Regions from separate parts of the Capra hircus genome. Here region 2 is linked to region 1. The links are chromatin contacts, called in public Hi-C maps. All regions are on one chromosome and are shown on one strand. The core of a region is the stretch at or near the end of the contact, and the rest is flanking DNA. Distances in the headings are between cores, read along the strand shown.

Region 1 (3,233 bases), core at 491-2,990:
AGGAGCAAAGACCCTAGAGGAAAGCTAACGGGAGACAGAAAGGGGTGGAGGGTGAAGAAGGAGGGAATTTCAAACAGAGGAGAGGATGGGGTGAAGGTCTCCTTAAAAGAGACGCGAGGAGGTTGCAGGAGAGTCCGGAAGGGGTAGGGAAAGGGCTGGGGGGAAGAGTCCCCAGAAGACGGAGAGGAAAGGGGGACGGTCTGTAGAGGGAGGATGAGGAGGAGAGTCTGGGAGAGGGAGGGTCAGAGGGAACAGGGCAAGAGTCTCCCTAAGAGGGAGAAGGCGGGTCTCCGGAAGGGGGGAAGGGAAGTGAATAGGAAACGGGGCTTCCAGAATTGAGGGAGGGGAAACGGCTGGGGAGGAGGGGTCCGGATCTCCCAGAGTCCAGTAGAGGGAGCCGACCCCGCTGAGATTTGCGCGGATCCAGGCCCAGCCTTAAGGGGCCGGGGGTCTGAGGTGGGCACAGATGGAGGTCAGAGAAGGAGGAGACCCGGAGAGGGAGAGCCGAGGTTCTAAGAGGGTAGGGGGAGCTTTTCAGAGAAGGGAGGGAAAGAGGGTCAGATTGGGTCAGAGCAGGGGGCTTCCCTCTCCCGGAGTTCTCCCACTTAGTGCACCCTCCTCCCGCTCCCCCGGGTCTTTAGGGAGTCACTCACCTCCATCGGCCACCACCAGCTGCGCGAACACGCCCTGCTGAGAGAAAGGACAAACGCAAAGTGAATAAAGGTCCTTCTACTCGCAACACGCAGCTCCTTGGAAAGTGGGGTCCCCGGGATGTGCGCAAGCCTTGAGCCTACAGTCTTTATGGTCCCTTCCCTTCGCGTTCCAAAAGAACCACCCCGCGCGCGCGCGTACACACACGCGCTGCCCCAGCCCTGGCTGTCTGCAAGGAGAGGACCCCGAGGGCTTAGGAGGGAAATGAGGAGACAGTCCCTCCAGGGGGCTTGATACTGCAGAGTCTTGAGAAGGAAAGGAAGGTACCCTAAGGGTCCGGGAGAAAACCGAGGTTCTTTGCGAGTTACGAAAGAAAAGGGAAACCCCGCGATGGTTGCAGACAGTGTCCCTCAGGGTGCGCATTGGTGAAACGGTCCCCATCTGAAGCCCGGGGTGCAGATGGCGTCTCACGGGGGGTTAGGATTAGAATGGTGCCCCCCTGGAGACCTGGATAAGGAACTGGTGACCTCAGAAATCCAAGAAGGACGGGGAGGTAGGTCTCTCCACCCTCGGCCTGGGACGCAGAAAAGACCTTGCGGGAGGCGGGGACGCGGATGGAGAAGGGGTCCCGGGGCTGGGTACGGGTCTCTCTCGGGGTCTAGATCGGGCAGTATCTCACCTGCGGAGAGTTGGGGAGGCTGGCGTGGGGGTCGGAAGTCTGCTCCAGGCCCACGGGGAGAATCGAGCTGGGCGCGGGACTGGAAACCGGCGGGGCAGGAGTCCCGGGGATGCCCCAGACCCGCACCACGCAGGTGGCGCAGGCAGCGGCAAGCAGCAGCAGCGCGGCGCTCAGAGCCCAGGGCAGCGGGTTGCAGACGCGACCCGGGGGCGCTGGCGACCGCTGGGCCTCAGGGTCCGGGGTGGCGAGGGTGCTGGAGTGCATGGCCAGCTGCGGGCGGCTGCGAGTCGGGTCCTGCGCACCGCCCTTTATAGCTAAGACCGGCTTTCCGGGGAGTGGCCGGTGGGGATCCCAGCGACGCGCTGGGTAGGTTGGTTCCCGCCCGCCCCGCCCCTTGCGGCCCCGCCCCGCCCTCTCCACCTTCTGTCCAAACTTTCCCCAACTTTCTCTTCCCTGAATGTCTCTGTCTCCTTTTCTCTCTAGCTCTCCACGCTCTGCTCCATCAAATCCTCCTGACCCCCAGTTATCTCTCTTGCATCTCCCTGGTCATCTCTTCGCCTCTCTACTTCTCTCTCTTGTCTCTTTCCCTGATTCCTTATCCCTCCCTAGCGCCCCCCACCCCCAGCATTGGGGCTCCTCCAGGGCTCCCCTAAAATCAGCACTTCTTCGGAGGAGTCAAAAGAACAGCCAGGCCTCAGCCCGCTTGTCCTCTGGAGGATAAGTCCTCCCAACGGAACCCCGAGTGCCCTGCTCAGTCCTCTCTCTACTTCCCTCTCTTTTCCCGGGACCCCGGACCTTCCCTGGCCTGCCCCCACCCACCCACCTAGACGCTTCCCGTCAGGGACTCCCTGGACCCCACAAGCAAAAGGCTGGAGAGTCCAGGTGGAGAAATTCCCCTTGTAGGAAAGGGACAACCTTGAGTGAGGCGGAGGAAACTCAAATTTCCCGTTCGCGCTCCCGTGGTGTCCGCGGGGGCGGGAGGAGGAGCGGAGATGCGGCCAGAACTCTGCCTCAAAAGAGGAAGCAACCGTGGATTGACAGATGGCCAGCCCTAGAAAAGCCCTGGGCTCCCAGAGAAGCCCTGCTCACCCCAGACCAGCGGGGTGGACCTCGCCATCCTTCAGGTCTCACTTCCCCTATAGCGCAAGGGAGAATGGACCCGGGAATTGATCTCACCCGTCCACCAGCGGCCCAGGAAATGGGGGGAGGGGTGTTTTGGTTAAACGGAACAAAGATCGGATACCGGCCCTGTATTCAACCTTGTATTAAGCCTCTCTGAGGAATTAAAAGGAGAAAACACTAATGATACTGGCTCTTGTTGACACCTAGGTGTAAAACGCTTCCGTTAATACTAGCGGTTTATAAAAAAGCGCCGTGCCCAAACCAGCATCACCTGGGGACTTGCTAGCTCTGCAGATTCTAGCACCTCAGCCAGACCTATTGACATTCTGGGAACTGAAGCCCTGCAGTCAGTGTCTGAAGGAGCCTTCAAGAACATTCTGACACTTGCCCAAGTTGAAGACCCCACTGCGTTGTACCAAGGTTGTTCCTTCGCACCTGCTGTCCCCTACACCTGGAATGTTCTTTCCCCCCAGAAGTGCGGTCAGCTGTCCTTCTGAGTAAAGAGGAAGAATTAAGGTCCAGCGCCTACTTTTACTGTCTCCCAAAATCTCACTGCAGCCATAGTTAAGGGACTGTTTTAAAACCTAAACCAAAACTTGTCAGCCATGGGGTGGAATGCCAAATACACATTCCCTAGCAAAATACCACCATCAACCACCGTGTCTCACGCCTCAGTTATTGGTGACCTCCTGCCAACTCCAAAAGAGATGTGGTGGGTGGCAGCTAAAGTAGAAGCGTTGGTTGAAAGTAAATTCCCAAAAGAGATACCAGCTCTGCTCCC
Region 2 (3,233 bases), core at 444-2,943, 210 kb before region 1:
TAGATAGATCCCCCATCCTCCCTACACCTGGCTTCACAGTCTCCACATCCCCCAGAGGCTCAACTTACAAGCACATTAAATTGACACTGAGGCAAAAATAGGGTGGTGGGCCAGGGGCAGGGGTGGGGGTGGGGGAGGGGCGGGAATGAGGAAATTGGCAACTTTGTGCAAGACTGGTGAATATGCAAATCAATATAACTACGGAGGGGAATTTAGCGATATCTAGCAAGGTTATTGTTAGAACATAGCCTTTGATCAGAATTATCTTTTCTCATTGTAGTAAGAACCCTTTGAAGTTGCTTGCTGTTATAACCCCTTTACAGGAGGAAACTGAGGCTCAAATGGTTATCAGTAATTTCCCCAAGGTTTACCAGTTAATAATCATGAGAACTGGGCAATAACTGGGCAATACTGCAGATTACTCTCTGGAGGGAGCATGGTTTTGTAACAATAGGAAGTCTGTCTGTCCGTCAGTAGATGACTGGTTACTTTCACTGCCTGTAAGAACAAGGAAGCTCTCTGTGCTCTGATAATGAAACAATCTCTACTGTATATTGTTTATGAAAAAGCAAGGTGTAACCCACGGAGACCAGGAAGAAGAGTGTGTAGAGCTTTCTGATATTTGTTTTTGAAACGTGTGAATGTTTGTAAATGTATAATATACCTCTGGAGAGAACCGTGAGACTTGGTTACAGGGTCATGTCTGAGACCCTGATGGCTAGCAACAAGAGCAGGAGGAAGGTTACCTTTTCGATATTGAACCATATGACTATATTACCAATTCGTATGCAACAAGTTAAATACAATTTTTAACAATAATAATATCCCGAGGATGTTTTTAAATTTATTTTTTAATTGGAGGATAATTGTTTTACAATGTTGTGTTGGTTTCTGCCATACATAAACATGAATCAACCATAGGTATACACATGTCCCATCCCTCTTGAACCTCCCTCCCCTAAGAAGGCATTGATGTAACACAAAAGCTAGCCATGGGACTTCCCTCAATTATGACTTTTTAGCCACTCAGGCCTCTTGACGAGATTAGGTGAAGGGAATTCCAGGCTCTCCTTGCCCTAGAAAACATTCTCAGTTGGATAGTGAACTCCTACACATACTTCAAAGCCCAGCTGAAATGTCCCCTCCTCCAAGAAACCTTCCCTGACTCTCCAAGAAGCTGAGTCCTTCTCCATTGGAGAAAACACTCCATGAGGCTAGGACCATTGATGCTGGACTCTGTCCCCGGCCCCCAGCCCCATGCCAACATGGAAGATTCTGGAAGTGGGACATGAGATGCTAGCACAGAGATGGACTCACAGGAAGAGTCTGCTGAATAAATGCATGCTTAAAAGTAGACTGAGGGCCAGGCCCAGATATCTGGAGTTGAGGGCGAAGGGTGGCCCTCTGCCCTCTGCTTTCATCTACTACCAAGTGGATGTAACCGGGAAAGGTCCCTGATCACCAGCTGGCCGTGACCCGGAGGGAGGCCAGGGCAGGAGGTTGTTGTGACCCTGTAGCTGAAGAACATGGCCCCGGGTTACTTATGCCAGGCATGCTGGCCCTACAGATTGAAAAACTTAGGAAACAGTATTGAGAAATCTGGGGCAGTCCCAGGGAGGGGGAAGCCCACAGGGAGTGAGGGCTGGTCAGGGGAGGGAGGAAGGCAGGAGCCAAATAAAAGGAAGCCTCCAGCAACCTCAGCTCATTCCCCTCCCCTGCCCTCTCCCTCTGTCCCTCCATCCCTCTGTCCCTCCACTGCCCCAGCACCATGCAGCCCACCTCAGGTCCCAGCCTGCTGCTGCTGCTGCTTCTAGCCAGTCTCCCCATGGCCTTGGGGAACCCCATGTGAGTAGTCACAGCCTGACCCCCAAAAAAGGCTGCTTCGGAGATGAGAGTGTGTATTTGTGGTACAAGGCCCTGCGTGTGTAGGGTGTGCATGTGGAATGAGTGATTCTGCAGGAGAGGTGACTTGGCGTCCTGGACATTTGACCGTCACAGATTCTGGGAGTTTGTAGTTTCAGGTTTTAAGGGTCTAGAGACTTCGCGTGGGTGTATGTGGCTGAGGGAGTGGATCTGGGTCTGGGGTGCCACAGGTTTAGGGAGGAGTTTGGGATGGTCTTGGCTGTCCTGGTGGCTCAGCAGGTAAGGAATTTGCTTGCAATGCAGGAGACACAGGAGACGCGGGTTTGATCCCTGGGTCAGGAAGATCCCCTGGAGGAGGGCACCAGCAACCCACTCTGGTATTCTTGCCTGGAGAATCCCATGAACAAAGGAGCCTGGCCGGCTACAGTCTAGAGGGCAGCAAAGAGTCGGACACGATTGACTTAGCACATAGCACACATGGTGTTCAGGGCTGGGTGTTTAGAGGCTTGGGGTGTTTAAAGATTTTGGGATTAGAGCTCCTGGAATAAGTGGGTTCAGTGGTGAGTCTGGAAGTCTTGGAAGAGTTGGCACCTCTCATTTTGGTGTTCAGCAGTTGATGGGATGTGAAGCACCGCCCCTGCCTCCCACCCCCCACCCCCACCCCGCCCCAGTTGTCTGCCGGTCACTGGATCCCCTGTGAGACCACGGACTGGGGCAGAGTGCTCACCCTGGGGAAGGGTTGGCAGCTCGGGCTTCCGGGCATGACAGCTCCACGCCCCATGCTCCCCTCCGGCAGGTATTCCATGATCACCCCCAACATCCTGCGTCTGGAGAGCGAGGAGACTGTGGTGCTGGAGGCCCACGGAGGACAAGGGAATATTCAGGTCTCGGTCACTGTCCACGACTTCCCGGCCAAGAAACAAGTGCTGTCAAACGAAAACACCCAGCTGAACAGCAACAATGGCTACCTGAGCACCGTCATCATCAAGGTGGGCGCGCCAGGGAGCCCAGTCCTGCGGATGCCGCACTGGCTCCGAGAGTCCTCCACGGAGTCCTCCGAGAGCCCTTCCCCCTCTCTGAGCCCCACCCACACTGCCTGAGCCCCGCCCCTTCTGAGTCTCCCCCTCCCCCATCTGAGCCCTCCCTTTTCTGAGCCCCTCCCACTGCTTCATCCAGAGCTTTCTCTGAGCTGTCTCCACCTTTTTTTTATTTTAAGTTTATTAACTTATTTTAATAGGAAGACAATTACTTTACAATATTGCGATGGTTTTTGGCATACATCAACATGAATCGGCCACGGGTATGCATGTGTCGCCCCCCCATCCTAAAAACCGCTTCCACATTGCTCCCCACCCTATCCCTCTGGGTTG

What was found. A called contact is a pair of places that touch in the nucleus more often than the background predicts.
Region 2: a contact with region 1 is called in a Hi-C map of blood, with 2.4 times the contacts expected there. The contact joins the promoter of C3 here to the promoter of TNFSF9 in region 1. A contact is called at or near these places in 2 of 5 Hi-C or Micro-C datasets (both in blood).

The regions. Positions count from the first base shown.
Region 1 is chr7:92,525,857-92,529,089 of ARS1.2, reverse strand. It overlaps TNFSF9 (tumor necrosis factor ligand superfamily member 9), which reads right to left and starts at 1,740. Exons shown (of 3, transcript XM_018050942.1): 1 at 1,331-1,740; 2 at 654-687. The coding sequence starts at 1,594.
Region 2 is chr7:92,734,264-92,737,496 of ARS1.2, reverse strand. C3 (complement C3) reads left to right here and starts at 1,693. Exons shown (of 42, transcript XM_018050944.1): 1 at 1,693-1,845; 2 at 2,660-2,852. The coding sequence starts at 1,769.